Regions from separate parts of the Gossypium hirsutum genome. Here region 2 is linked to region 1. The links are chromatin contacts, called in public Hi-C maps. All regions are on one chromosome and are shown on one strand. The core of a region is the stretch at or near the end of the contact, and the rest is flanking DNA. Distances in the headings are between cores, read along the strand shown. Region 1 has its middle 10 kb from the start of LOC121212488. Region 2 holds the start of LOC121212489.

Region 1 (4,898 bases), core at 1,175-3,674:
AGCCATTCCAACCAAGGACATCCTCCGACTCATGGAATAAGGATACTAGTGTAGCCATATGGGAAGGGAGATCAAAACTTGTCACCTCAAAAGATCCTCATCACGAGTCAAGGACCCTTAATGAGGTTCCTAATAGAACCAAGACCATTACTAGTTATCCCACCAAATATTTTAAGTGTCGAAACCATTTGAAACGAACCATATGATGCCTTTGGAAAGGAGGTTTAGGATGCTTTTCAGAGCACTCTAAGTAAGAGAGGACTGGGAAGCTAGCAGCGTTTTAAAGGTATTTCAAATGTAAAAATTCAATTGATATATTTCTTGGGTTATGAATAAGCCGAGAAGGAGTAAAAGAATTAAGGTTGCTACCATTTGTTGCGAAGTGACCATCCATGCAATGGCAAACCCTGAACACAAGTCTGCAAGCTCATCAAATGCACGAGCTCTACAAAACTACGAGCTCATCAAGACTGTGAGCTCAACAAGACTGCGAGCTCACCAAATATTCAAGCTCATCCAGGGTTCAATGTCGTGACACACCCTGCAGTTTCGAAATTTTGGGAAACTATCTTCCCTGTCGCGACACGAAAGAGTGGTGTCACGACGTCAATATGATTTTTGTAATTCCTTACCATTGGACATGGTGTTGTGACATGGGGTGACCGTGTTGCAACCTTGACTCAGTTTTCCCAACTTTCCAATTCTTAGAATGGTTCAAGGGCTTGTTAACTCTGTTTTCGATCTTCCTGTAATATTTATTGGCTAGTGAAATATACAATGTTGTATAGTTAGTTAGAGCTTAAATGAAAATGTTAGGTCTTGTTGTCGGACTCATCCGCCAGCTCAGTTAGTATGCATTTAGGCGCTCCCTGTAAATTATTTATGTCTGCATTAGTCCAACATCCATCGTGCCATTCTATTCGTTTACGGTTATCTTTCTCTCTGAATTTACCTTTTCGGCCTTCCCTAACTACTGACAATTCTTTTTGCAGATCATAACTATTAATTACTTGTAAGATTACATAACCATGCAACCACATTAATTTCTACTTGGCATCTTTACCCCGTATGAAGGTTAAGAATCGTGATTCATATTTGTTGTTCATTATGTATTTGTTCATCTCATCTGTCAGGAATAACTTTGCAAGAATATTCTCTAAAGTCTTGATTAGCAAAGAATTATGTGCTACATTACTTGGATTCCAACTCCGAGAGCTTTCGAATTTTTCCACTTGTTAGCAGATAACTCTCTTAAGTGGTTCTTGTAGTAATTGAACATTTCATGGTTTCTATAGCTCGATCTCCAAGATTATCAATTGTCCAGCACGATTGATGCCTGTTATGTGGTCATAAGTCCTATCAAGATATATTTTTTCGGTTCTTGTCAGCATATGGAAAATTCCTAGATCATTGAATTTTTGAGGTGTTTGGTTGTCAAGTTTATCAACTAGAATCGCCGGTTCATTCTTGCTTTTCTCTATAAGCTCTTGAATTTTTGGGGTTTCTTCCACTAGGTTGGCCATGAATATAATTGTCTCCGTTTGTAGGTCCGTATTATACTACTCTAACATTCTGGCCATGTCGGAAGAACCTAAAGTTGTTAGGAAGATAATTTCCATGCCTGCCTAATTCTTCCATCCACTCTCTATTTCCTCAACCGGTTTCATAGCTTCCCTTGTTTCCATTTCATTCGATTCATCTTGATACTCTTCTGTTTGTTGGGATAAATGATAATCCAAGAGTTCATTTTCCTCACAAGTGATTATCATTGAATTCTTCTCCTTGATCAATCCTTGGCTTAATTCATCTTGGTAACGTCCTGAGTGTACACTATTGTTGTTGCTATCATCTTGGGAAGGGGTTGAGGCTTCATATCGAAATTGACTCAATTCAAGCATCAATAATCATTGGTTCTCCTGTATCTCCCAGTTCTCATAGACCATTTTCTTCATAAATATCAGTGTCATAATCTAAGTCTTCGTCTAACCACATATAATCAAAATTATCCATAGTCTCGTTGACTGATCTCCTATAATTACTATGGCGATAGTTTGTATTAAGAATGTTGATAACTCTTGAAAATAGTTATAACTCATACTTTTAGACTTATTTAATTGCTTGTACTTAAGTAAAATTAGCTTCATTTTAGGTAATTGCATAATCATTTTTTGTCAATTGAGCACTTCATTTAGTAGCTTGATATGGTGATTACTTTATTGCATCTCTACTTTTAATTGCTTACGGAAAGATCTTGTTGTAGCTGAATGGCAGGTTTAAAGAAAAAGGATTGTAGAGGATGGAGCTTACCGAGGCATTATGAGAAGTTGCCATGGCAATGTTGGCAAAGAAAATGACAACCACCTAGTCAGCAATGAGAGCACTCAGCAGCTGGTCCCCCCACATGCACATGTAATGGAAAATATTCACCTCAAAATTAGGAAAAAACAATCATTGGTTGGCGGGTTCTAACATAGAGGAGGACCTAAGTATAAAAGACAAGAGAAAGGACGAGGAAAAGAGAGACGAAAAAGGGAAAAAAAAAGAAAGAAAATAATTGGCGGCCACACTTGAGGTCTGCTATTAATGAGAGTTGAAAGTACCGCTGAATGTAAATTTTTGAGCTTCGACAGAGATCTCATTGCAGCAAGGAGGGCAAATTGAGCTACTAGGAGCATCGGTGAAGCCAAGCAACAAAATGCTGAGTGGAAAATTTGTGTTTCGAACCTAGATTTCTTTCTCTACATTTGGTTTCCATTCTTCGATTCTAAACTATTAGTTGGGATGTTGATGATACGAACAAACTTGGATTTGTGTAGTCTAGCCATGAGCTAACTTCATATGGCTGAAGATTGCTTTAGATGATGTTTAAAATTTGACTACAATTTTTGGATTAATATGGTTCACTTTGCTATTTTATTCAATGGTTGTATTTGTTTAAATGTTTGTTATGGTATTGATAAATGCTCGTTAAGCCTTAAGACAGCTTAATACCGACAGGGTTAGGCTACTTGGATCAAAGTTGGGTAATATAAGTAAGTGTTGAGTGAAGCACTCGTGTAAACTCTAGACATATAGTCTTACCTTATACGATTTAGAGGGTTATGCTTAGTAGTGGTTGTTACTCCTAAGCCTATAGTCTTATAGTGCCTTATGGGTGAATAACCTTAAGTTTTGCTTTCGACAAAGGTAAACTACATTAGTACCTAATCGAATAGTAAGTTTGCTATAGTTTTTCCATGACATTGTTCACAAGTTAGAACCGATCCCTTAGTAATCCCAACCTTTATGATCAATATTTCAATATTGCTAAAGTTTTTAGTACTATTGTTTGAAGTGTTGCAATTGCAATCTCTGCTAATATACTTCATTACTCTTATTTCTAACTTGTTAATCCCATTTTAATTTTATTTAAATATTATTTAATACAATTATCTTTTCTATTCAATTGTGGTAACTTAGACAAAGAACACTTATCCAATCCTCGTAAGAACGATACTCAGTCATCACTTTATTACTTGATTCGACGTGTATACTTGCACAATTTAAACATCATATTCACACGAGACAAATGTGCACTAAGGTCCTCCTGAAAAAACAAATAAAATCAGTGATGTTAATTAGTCAAACAAAATAATTTGAGAATCGTATCTATAACCTAAAAATTTCTTAATTAGTCTTACTGAAGTGCAAAAATTAAAATTAAACTAGTGACGATGTCTCCTAGGCAACAGTGCCAACAACTTGATCGCCTCTGGACGTCCAGAATGCGAATATTACAACAAAAGATATATAGAAGTGAGGTGGTATCCGTAAGTATAGAGGTCAGGTTGTAATATAATTACAACGGAGTAGGTGAATACTCTGAGGATCATACCCAAAAGAGGCTAGAACTAGATCAATTTCAACCTAAACACCAAAAGATCTAATTAGTACTTGAAATAGTTTATATTATCCAAATATAAATAAAAGGAACTTGGGGGTTTTTATAATAATAAAACATAACAAATAAATAAGTATCAAGAAATTGAAAAGTTGAATTAATCAAATCTAATTATGGGTGATTAGCTCACTTCGATAATCTTCATCAACTACCGCTTCGAGTTCCTCATCAGTCAACTAGTTGATCTCCTAGTAGGATCTTCTGATATGCCCATTAGAATAATGAATCAGTAAGGACTACTTATCTTTTGACCTCACAGTCCATACCGATTTGGTGTTAAGGTGTTTACGGATAGGCCATACCAATTTTGGATTAATTTCCATATTGATAACTTATTAGGGTTGTCAAGCCTAGGGTTTAGGTTTTTCCTTTCCTAAATAGTTGGTCCATTGAGTAACCCTACAAAACAGTTAATAGATCATACCTCCACTCGCTAATCCCCCATGAGGGATTAGTTCCTCATGGCTTCCTTAAACAATGTAGAATCGATATAAAGTGTAAACATGATAAATGAATCGAAAGTATAGAGTTTAAGAAAAAGCCTGATTTGTATTATGAATGAAAGTGAATCCACAAGGTTTGATTGTATCCACCAATTAGATCTCCTGAAATAAAACAAAGAACAAACTGAAAATAAATCTAAAACCTAAGGAAAGAAATACTTAAACTAAAATTAAAAGAGAGATTCTAAGCTAAGTAATTGGTGTCCATAACCTGTGACAAATGAACCTATTTATAGATTTGAGGTTGCTATCATCCTTAACCCTAGGTTAGCTGATGTTCCTGAGCTTTAAGCTTGATTATGTAGACCAAAACGCCCCTTAGCTCGTATTAATTTTTATCTAGATTCGATGTCGCAACATCAAAGTTAGTATACTCTTTTTAAGGGACTTTTTAGAGGTACGTCGTGACATCCTTAGGCTGTGTCGCGAACTTGAAGGCAATTTCAGAATTTCTC
Region 2 (4,898 bases), core at 1,244-3,743, 54 kb before region 1:
ATAAAATATAATGTTGGTTTAAGTTGGTTTCCTGATCGAATCAACCAAAAATGTCTATTTGGTTTTGTCTAAACGAAAATCAATTCATTTTCCTGTTTTTAAAAAAGGGAAGTTGATTAAGTTAGTTATTGAATTTTTTAGACCGAATTAGTCGATTAATCACCCCTAGACATCAGTTCAGTATAGTGATGGCAATGAGGTGGTCTGATTTTTTCCCGCCTTCCCCGACTCAGTACTCTATCGTCATGTTCTGACCTCAACCCGACTTTGATTTAAAAAAAAATTAGCTCATTCGAATCTTGAACTCGAAAATTAATTGTATACCTGATCCAACCTGCTTGAGTTCAAACTTTTCTTGAGTTCAAACTTTTTCCTTTTTAAAAATGTGATTGATTAAATTAAAAAAAATTGGCATCACTCCCCATTAAATTTGATGTGTTTTTTTTGTTAAACATAGAATTTATTATGATCATGATTTGCAACAAAAATCATGCTTGAGATGACTAAATAAAAAATATATATTACATCACAAAAGGAAAATATAAGGCACAAAAATGAGAGGGAAACTTGGGAAAATTAAATAGAGAGAGGGAAGAAACTAGTGTGAAATGATAGTAAATGTGGTAAAATGAAGTTGATAGTGATAAGTTTTAAGAATTTTTAATTGAATTAGGGTAATTTTACGCTAAACTTGATCTAACTCCACCAAAAACTTGATTTCAAAAAAAGAAAATGAAAATGAAACACTAACATCTAACTCCACCAAAAACTTGATTTCAAAAAAAGAAAATGAAAATGAAACACTAATCTTATCGGGTCGGATCAACTCAAAACCCATTGATTTTAGGTTTTTTTTACCATCTCTAGTTTAACATAATTAACTCAGAAGCGTTTGAAAAATGTAAAAGGATGAACTTAAAATGTATGACTGTTGTTAGGATGGAATAGATTAGCTTGTATGGCAGGATATAATGAAAATAAGATTTTGTTTGAATGAAATAGAGTGATGATGATTTGGTGTTAGCACAAAGGCTCCTCTACGGAACGGGCTCAAAACTCATGAATTAAAGCTTGATAGCGTTCTCATTTTGTCACTCAATTCCCAGCTTGATGGAAGATGGTGTAGACTATCCAATTACACACATTTAGAAATGACCACAAAGGATGCCCACCATCTAACAAATGGAGTCCAAACCGTCGCACGCTTCTCTAAGTTTCCTTTTTATGCCATCTTTTGGGGTTTTCTTAGTACAAAAGACGGTAGGATTTAAATTGCGATCATAAATGTGTTTTTGTCATGTTTTTTAGTAATTGAATGCTGCCATGGGTGATAGTACCCTAGTCTTTTGGGCACATTGCTAGCAAGTAGGATTTGATTTGCCTTTTTCTTTACTATATGCAGCTTAATTATAAGGCATTGGAACACTAGTGGGCCATTGATTAACCACAAGTCCCATGAAAACCCCCACTTGGAACAAATATTATTGAAGTCTGGTTCTTGGGTGCCCCACAATCTTTTATTATACCGAACAAATTATAAGACAAAAATTTTCCTTACAAGTGTTGGCCGCATAAACTTTGGGGCAACTCTTATCACTTTGGATTACTTAGTTTTAAATCTTACCCTCTTTTTATATGCTTGTTTTTAACAAGTCTAAAACCCATTGAATTGATTCAACTTAAATTTATTAAAAATTAACTAATTTCAAGCTCTTCATCAAACTGAGTAAAAATATTTGTGTTAGAGCATAATAAAATTGGTCCAACCCTACTCTTTCCCAATTATAATATATATCTAAAATAACTATTAACTTGTTTGAAGGGTTAATTAATTAAGATTAGATCTAATATTTGCTAAGTAAAAAGGACATAATATATTATTCAATTTCCTTTAGGCACGAACATCAACCCACCCCATGTGGGTTCAATTCGTCTGCTTCCAAAGGAATAATTAAGAAAGGAATTACCAAGTTTGATAATTGTTATTTCAAATCCCACGTGGATTTCTCTAAAAATGCCACATGGTTTATCCTCTCCCATGCTTTTTAATTATCAATGGACTTTTTCCTAACTTTTTTTAAAATTGAAATTTTAATCCCTACTGTTTTTTCAATCAATAATTGGATTGTTTTCAAAATATTATGTGTTATTACTGTGTAATACTATATCAATTTGTTATGTCTATATATTATTCAGCAAAATTCTAGATAATGAATTTAACTATTGTTGCAGTATTATGTTAAAATTAAAAATTATATAGAAAATAGAATACATATATAATTTAATTTATGCATAGTGCGGGGATTAATAACACAATTCTAACATGAATATATATTTTCTTCGAATCTAAGTTCAATTTAGATTGTCCACAGCGTTGGAATCACAAAGCACGTAATCAAACAGCTAGTAAGCGACAACGTATCTAATTCCACATTATATGTTGACCGTATAAAATACAGTAAAATGTATTACCGTATTTTTGTACACATCTAGACTACATCTGCTTTTTTTTTTCTCCATTTCAGAAACAACCAAAGTAGAAAACATCAACTCAACCTCTCTCTCTCTTAATCCTGTCTTAGTTCAGCTTTTTTTCACCCCTATCTCTCACTACCTTCATTCACTTTCAGAGACTTCACCGAAAGAGAAATGGAGTTTTTCACAAACTAAAATTTCAAAGTATTGTTTTGTTTTCAACGTGAAGTTGGAAATTTGTTTCTCTTTATTTTATGTTATTTGGTTTTGGAATGTTGATGGAAGAGGTTTGAGTTTCGGAGTGAAGAAGGTGACAGTGGAAATGAGTTTACCGACGACATTTTCGGGAAGGAATCCGGCGGACGCGGATCTCAAGCCGACGAGGAAGCGGACGACACGGAACACGAGGTGGAAGAGAGTCGGTGCAGCGGTAGTTGGGAGGCGGAGCAGGCCGGAGACGCCGTTGTTGAAATGGAAGATGGAGGAAAGGGAGAGAGTGAGAGATAAAGGCGGTGGAGTTGAGAAGGAGCTCGAGGAGGAGGAGGATGGTGGTCGTGCACGACGGAGGAAAGGAACTTCAACTGTGTCAGCGAGGAAGCTTGCAGGTGGATTGTGGCGGTTGCAGTTGCCAGAGACGGTGACGCTGGGTGGGGGAGAGAGGAGGAGGGATCAGTTGGGGTTGAAGGTGAGATATTTTAACCTTTTCTGGCTCAAAGATCTGTAGTTTTATTTATTTTCGTTACAATGGGAATGATGTGATGAAAAAGTGTGATTGTTTGGATAATTTTCTGCTTAAGTTTGAAGCTTTAATACTGAAAATAATGCTCTTCTTTTATAATACAATCATTGTTAAAGTGTTATTTTCAATTTTTAAAAGTGTTTTAGATTTTGCCTGCATGCCAAGAAAATGAAGCTTTCTACTTTTGCTAGCCCAAGAAAATGTTCTTTATAATGATTGATATGATTTTGTATAATATAATGGACTTTTCATTTTTCTTAAAGTTCATCTTTATTAATACATCTCCGGGATATTGGTACTGAGGTAAGATGCAAGATCTTTTAAAAACATTAAAAAAAAGGACATTAATTTTTTTTTATATATTGATATTGCACATATGCTCATTTCCGACAATCACCTTTTTGATGCATTGATCATGTTTGAAGTTTCTTGTCATTGTAAGCTATGGTCTGGTTTTTATTGTTGTAATTCTGAGAGGCTTCTATGAGTAGTATTTTACAGGCTTTCTATGGATATTTATCTTTGAAAAAGGGTTATAAGATTTGTTGACAGTTACTATTTGCTTGATCCTCTATACATTTGATAATTTGTTTAAATTACATCTGAATGTTCTTCTGCTTGCTCTGCTTTTACTGATATACTTCTGTGTCCTGATTGATTTATTATTTGATTCATTATTAGGACCTTATGAGTTTAATTACCTTGTAATTTTCTGCAGGCTGGTAACCGTTTTATCGGTGTCCCGTTTCTTTATCATCACAAGGACAAATTCTATGGTTCAGAGCCAAAGAATCCGTTACAAAGCCCTAGTTCTGTCTCTCCTGCAAAGAACAGCTTCCCGCGTAAGGTATGCTTGCCTCCTTGAGCTTCATCATTCAATCTTGAACTTGTAATGATCTGATCAATATGTAAAACATTGATAGAGAACCAAACCATTGGTATCTCACTCGTGCGGCAAATGTGTCGTGCATTGCAGAACCTGCATTCTATAGTTTCTCTTAGTGGGATTTGTTAGGTTCCATTTTGATGATCTTGTAAAGAAAATAAAATGTTCTTGTTCTTTTCGGCATCTCAAATATTACCAACGCGAAAGCCTTGGTCCCAGATAAATGCAGAATTTATTTGTATGAAAATTAATTGATTTCTTACTCTTCTGATCTTAAGCTACTTTTCTCCTTTTTAAGGTCGGGCCTTTAATTCAATTTTCAAACTCTGCAATGGAGGGGGCAACGAAGTGGGATCCTGTCTGCTTCAGAACAACAGATGAGGTACAACAAATTTATAGTCGCATGAAGGGTATTGACCAGCAAGTAAGTGCAGTATCAATTGTTTCTGCCCTTGAAGCTGAGCTAGAGCAGGCTCGAGTTCGCATCAAAGAGCTTGAAACTGAGTGCTGGTCCTCAAAGAAGAAACTTGAGCACTTCTTGAGGAAAGTTAGTGAGGAAAGAGCTGCGTGGCGAAGCAGAGAGCATGAGAAAATACGTGCATTTGTCAATGATGTCAAAGCTGACTTGAATCGAGAAAAGAAAAACCGGCAGAGACTCGAGATTGTCAGTTCCAAATTGGTGAAAGAGCTGGCTGCTGCCAGTTTATCAGCAAAGCAATATATGCAGGACTATGAAAAGGAAAGAAAGGACAGAGAACTAATTGAAGAAGTATGCGATGAGCTTGCTAAGGAAATTGG

The links. Hi-C and Micro-C count contacts between places; a contact is called where the count stands out from the background.
Region 2: a contact with region 1 is called in a Hi-C map of leaf, with 2.0 times the contacts expected there. The contact joins the promoter of LOC121212489 here to the enhancer-like site in region 1. A contact is called at or near these places in 6 of 34 Hi-C or Micro-C datasets (anther, callus, fibers and 2 more).

The regions. Positions count from the first base shown.
Region 1 is chrA13:94,551,142-94,556,039 of Gossypium_hirsutum_v2.1, reverse strand. No RefSeq gene overlaps it. Among protein-coding and RNA genes, the nearest start is that of LOC121212488, 10 kb to the right of the region's middle. Within about 2 kb of position 2,424, at least 1 of the 9 cell types and tissues checked has an H3K27ac peak or open chromatin away from gene starts, as enhancers often do. A contact at or near this core is called in leaf, where this site is marked.
Region 2 is chrA13:94,604,800-94,609,697 of Gossypium_hirsutum_v2.1, reverse strand. It overlaps LOC121212489, which reads left to right and starts at 2,493. Exons shown (of 3, transcript XM_041085312.1): 1 at 2,493-3,160; 2 at 3,933-4,061; 3 at 4,399-4,898. The coding sequence starts at 2,798.